Regions from separate parts of the Hordeum vulgare genome. Here region 1 is linked to region 2. A link is a contact called in public Hi-C data. All regions are on one chromosome and are shown on one strand. The core of a region is the stretch at or near the end of the contact, and the rest is flanking DNA. Distances in the headings are between cores, read along the strand shown. Region 1 has its middle 6.1 kb from the start of LOC123439756. Region 2 has its middle 150 kb from the start of LOC123439756.

Region 1 (2,700 bases), core at 162-2,661, 150 kb before region 2:
TCATTTAAATTACCCACCATGTCACCGGTAAGTGAAAAGAAATGATTCACACCAAAAAATCCGTGCCTAGCCCAACCCATGCAGTAGGTGTCCTATACTGCATCCTGCACGCTTGGAGAAGACACAACGCTCCTGTTTGGCCCAACCATGTTCGTGCAGTCTTTATTTTTCGTTTTCCTGTACCATCTTTATTTTTTGACTTTAAATAATTGATAATTCCAAAAAGTTCAAGAAAATAAAGAAAATGAAAATTTTGAAATAAACTGTTCAACAATGCATAAATGTTTGTGGGTTCAGAAAATGTTTGCTATTTTTCGAAAATGTTCGCATATTCAAGAAAAAGTTCACAATTTTGAAAACAAATATTTAAGAAGTCAAAAAAGGTTTATGATTTTTATAAAAGTTTAGGTATTAAAAATGTCAATTCCGGGCGGCCTTTTTATTTTTGGAAAAAAGTTCAGGTATTTTCGTTTTCTATTTTTACTACTTTTTAGTTTCGTTTTTTACTACTGTAAATAATTTGATAATTCAACTAAGTTCTGAAGAAAGAGAATTTCGAAATAAAATATTCAACAACTCATAAATGCTTGTGGGTACAGAAAATGTTCTCTATTTAAAAAAAAATACTTGCATGTTTAGAAAAACTTCCAAATTTTAAGAAATAAATATTTAAAATGTTTTATGATTTTTGTAAAGTTCGGGTATTAAAAAATATTAATGAAATTGAACAAAATTTTGCCAATTCAAAAAATGTTCATGAATTTAATTTTTTCTAAAAATAAAAAAAATCATTTGTGACTTATAAAATAAGTTGTTCATTCATAAAATCTTTACTGAGTCAAAAAATGATCATGCATTTCAAACAAAATCGAGAATTTTAAAAATTGTCTGCCGGTTATAGAAATGTTCGCCGATTCAACAAAAAATGGTTTAAGAAATGTTCACAACTAAAAAAATGTTTGCAAATAGTATAAAATGTTCACCATTCCAAAAAAAATTCGAAAATCTGTAAAAATGTTAACCAATTTGAAAAAAAAATCATGATTTCAAATATGTTAATGAGTTATTTTTTTCATGATTCTAAAAATTGTTCATGATTTTATAAAAATAAAAGTGATATTGTATCTCGATGATGCAGTAAAATATGGTCTTGGTCAATGAAAAGTATAAATATATATTTTCTTTTAATATAACGCGTGGACGGTTTTGCTAGTATTTATAAAAAATCAAATGATGTTTGCCCGTGATGAATTGAACCGCACTCCCTTCCCTTCCCGTATAAATAATCTTGCAGCGGCCGATCGGCCGTCGCTGTCGGCCGTTTCCGGCGTGGATCCGCGGGAGGAGTCCCGATCGGTCCGACCTCTCTATCCCAACGTTAATGATGCCCGAATACTAGTCGCAAAATTAACCTGATCTGACCTGACCACGCATGCATGCCGCGTGCTGGCTGGCTGGCATAGCCGATGGGTATCGCCATCGGGGCCGGTGATTGGTCCACGCATCTCGCTATCGCCAAGCCAGAGGATGGACACCGGTGGTCAGCAATTGCCACGGGCACAACAGCGCTTTGTAAAAATATTTGTGCTGTACGTATATAGTTACAATTTTGGTCCTCAGGCGCCGGCGGTAAGATCTCGTCGTCGACCGCCAGCTTGATGATCAACCAGGGGACGACAACCATACACACACAGACGCACATGGTGGCCTACGTCACCACAAAGCTGCTGCTAGCTAGCCGACGGGACGGTCAAATGTGCCAGCCTGCCTGCAGTCATAGCTTAGCCCAGCTATGACTGCTAGTACTAGTATTGAACGATTAAAATATTTTCTTACATACAATTACTCCCTTCGTTTTTAAATATAAGTTTAAAAAAAAATCCACTACGAAACTACATACGAATATATATAGACATCTTTTAAAGTATAGATTAACTCATTTTGCTCCGTATGTACTCACTTAGTGAAATATCTTAAAAAACTTATATTTAGAAACGGGGGGAGTACATCACACTAAAATCAAAAAAAGTATTACTAATTTCAGTACCTAGGGCCTCTTTGAGTCGTACGAAGTACATCACACTAAAGTAGTACTACACCTAGGGCCTCTTTGATTCGCAGGAATAAAAAATATTAGAATAGGATGACATGTCCTATAGTACCTTTCAAGGTTTGAAAGGATGTTTGATAGCCCAGAAAAAACAAAGGAATTCTAGAAAAGGTTTGAGTGGATGGAAATTTTCAGATCATATATAAAAATTCCTAAGGCCTTGTTTGGTGTAGATGGATTTCCAGCCCCAAAGGGGATGTGGATTTCACAGGATTGGGTGAATCCCTCTGTCGGTGCACTGAAGACTAGGGTCTCGAGTACCCCAGACTCGTGCGCGGACACCGGCAGCCCTCACAGCGGCAAGGCACGATGTGGGACTCAGAGGGAGACAAGTCCAAGTCACACCAAGAACAAACCACGAGACCCCGGCAAGCACCCCCTTGCCGGGAAGGAAGACACGGCCCCGACATGAAGCCCCTGCCGGGAAGATAGACAAGGCCCACGCAGGCACCCCCTTGTCAGGAAGGAAGACAAGGTCCCGGCAAGCATTCCTTGCCGGGAAGAACAGACGAGGCCCCGACGAGGTGCAGGCCCGGCATGACCCTTCGCCCGGCAAGCACCTCCCCCGGCAAGAACACCACCGACACCTG
Region 2 (2,700 bases), core at 117-2,616:
GCTTCCAGATGCAGTTGTAGCTTCCGGCCTTGTCACAGCCGCAGCCTAAAGCCACAACTACAGCCGGAAGCCCCTAAATTGGAGCTTTTGGCTTCGAAGCCGGAAGCTGGCTCGAAGCCCAACCAAACACCCTCTAAGACGGATACGAGGGCTGGTAGATGCTTCTATATTAGATGCTTTTATATTTATAGAAACAGAGGGAGTATGATCTACTCCCTCCGTTCCTAAATATAAGTCTTTTAGGGTGTGTTTGGTTGGAGGGATATCCTCTTAGGGACAGGGATAGCCTTTTTTTCGGTGGCTGCCACCCGTTTGGTTCTGGGGCAAAGGAGGATAGAGGCAACCAGATACCCCGAATATTCCTCAAAAACAAGGATGGGGAGACCCGCGAAAAACGAGCGGGTGGTGGCAACCACCCCGCACACTTTGTTTCTCTCCTCTGGATCCCGAGCTCGAGCGAGGATGCGGCGGCAGGAGGGCGGCGCGGCCGGGGCGATCGGCGCAGCAGGCGCAGCAGGAGGGCGAGGCGGCCGGGGCGGCAGGCGCAGCAGGAGGGCGGGGCGGCTGGGGCGGCCGGCGTAGCAGGCGCAGCAGGAGGGCGGCGCGGCTGGGGCGGCCGGCGCAGCAGGAGGGCGGCGCGGCTGGGGCGACCGGCGCAGCAGGAGGGCGGCACGGCGGCAGGAGGCCGGCGCGGCTGGATTCCACCCTCCCAACCAAACAAAAAATGGGGTAACCCCACGCTCCCAACCAAACAAAAAAAAGGCTATCCCCAGCCACCTGGTTGGGGATACCCACAACCATCCTAAACTATCCCTCCAACCAAACACACCCTTAAGATATTTCACTAAGAGTCTACATACGAAGCAAAATAAATGAATATACACTTTAAAGTATGTTTATATACATCTGTATGTAGTCCACTAGTGAAACCTTTTTAAAGAATTATATTTAAGAACGGAACGTTGTTGCGTGAATATGCATGCATATGCATTTGGAGACGAACAAATAGGGGTTACTCGTTGCGTAGACAAACGAAGAGTCTCAACCGTCGTGTGGCCCAAATTAACCGGCCCGACCGAAGATGCTCTAAGCACATTGTACGAAAATGTTGCTATACTACTACTAGTTTTTTTTCAACAACATCCTTATGGACGATTCGGTTGGAGCATAGGTGGCTTTTGTTTTGCCGATTAATAACAAAGGAAAAAGAAGAAATGAAGAGATAGATGGAGTAATTAGGTGATTCCTGTGAGGCGGCCACTTGCAAGCGACATGAACTGGCCATTAATCCGGTGGCCCTGGCCCGGTTGCCCATTCCACAAGGATAAGAAAATGATGACACGCATCACAGGTGGAGCCATTAATTCCAGAAGAGAGTACCCCTGCCGTGCTGCGCTTGATGAGGTGTTGTCTCGCTCAGGCTCACCGCAGGTGACTGTACCTTGCTACTGCCGCAGCGATTGTCGGACGTCTAAAAAGAATATCTCTTTTTCTCTCACACACACAAAGATTAAAGTTTTTCCTCGCCGCGAAAAAGAAAAAGAAAATGGTGGCCGGCGGCGACCTGGCGTGCTCCGTTCAAACGCAACCCCAGCAAGCATCGGCTAGCTCCCACGAGCGCCACCATCACCACCACTACTAGTAGTAGTACTCCGGTCGTGTCGTGTCGATCGCTCCATCTCCCGTCCACGTCCCGGCAACCCCCCCAAGCAAATCAAAACAATAATGAATAAAGCCATTTGTTTTCTCTCTCTCCCTCTCTCTCTCTTCCTAACCACGAACCGGCTTACACCAACCGGGCGATTTATCCCCCGACTTCTCGCGGTCTGTTTGGAAGAGAAGAGGAAAGCTTCTCGCCATCTCGCCTGCCCGTGCGTGTCCCCTCGACCGTGAGTTTTTTTTCTCCGCTTTCTGGAGAGATCTAGACCCAACCACCCGTGCCGCGGGCACCTGGGCCCACCCCGACGCTCCCTCCCCTGGAGAAGAGAAAAAGAAGCGAGGCGCGGGGCGAGACGACGAGACCCGTCGCTTTCTCTCGCCGCGTAACGAGCGGACTAGCACTGGTCACACGTTCGGCTCGGGTGGGGGTACGTTCGGGGCGCGATATTCTCGCGCGCGCGCACGGCCGCGAGAAGGCGCGCGAGAGAGTGGTGGGTGGGTGGGTGAGGAGGTGGAGGTGGAGGGGGCATCCTTTCTTTCTTCCTTGTGCGGTCTCGGGCATGGGAGGGCCGCGTCCTTGTCCACGACGCGCTCTGCGTGTCGGCTAGTGTGCTCGCCGCTTTGGTTCTTTTCCGGCTCGTGACTTTTCTTCCACATGCTCGCGTCTGGCTCTTGCCCACCCGCGGCACACGGGGAGGATGACCGAGCGGCGCCTTCGGTTGCACCGCCGCGGCCAGAAAAAGGGCTTGCTTCCCTTCGTATGTGTTTGTTCGCGTTAATCAATCCAAGAATCTTTATTCGACCTCGGACTTGATAAGCTGGGTCCAGTCCGAACTTCCAAATCGAGCCTTCAAATGTGACGTGTCCGTGAACATTGACCAGTCGAATTGTAAATTTATCTGCTCACAACCAAACATTTTAAATATGACATCATAAATTCATACAAACTCACACAACTAGCCCTCGGCGTTCAGGTAATATGGTTTGATAAATAAGGTAATTTGATAAATATGGGTTTGATACAATGATTAATTGGTACAA

What was found. Hi-C and Micro-C count contacts between places; a contact is called where the count stands out from the background.
Region 1: a contact with region 2 is called in a Hi-C map of seedling, with 4 times the contacts expected there. The contact joins two enhancer-like sites. A contact is called at or near these places in 2 of 6 Hi-C or Micro-C datasets (leaf and seedling) and 1 of 1 datasets of contacts at active chromatin or transcription factors (embryo).

What each region holds. Positions count from the first base shown.
Region 1 is chr3H:173,369,177-173,371,876 of MorexV3_pseudomolecules_assembly, reverse strand. No RefSeq gene overlaps it. Among protein-coding and RNA genes, the nearest start is that of LOC123439756, 6.1 kb to the left of the region's middle. Within about 2 kb of position 1,411, at least 3 of the 3 cell types and tissues checked have open chromatin away from gene starts, as enhancers often do. A contact at or near this core is called in leaf and seedling, where this site is marked.
Region 2 is chr3H:173,220,552-173,223,251 of MorexV3_pseudomolecules_assembly, reverse strand. No RefSeq gene overlaps it. Among protein-coding and RNA genes, the nearest start is that of LOC123439756, 150 kb to the left of the region's middle. Within about 2 kb of position 1,366, at least 3 of the 3 cell types and tissues checked have open chromatin away from gene starts, as enhancers often do. A contact at or near this core is called in leaf and seedling, where this site is marked.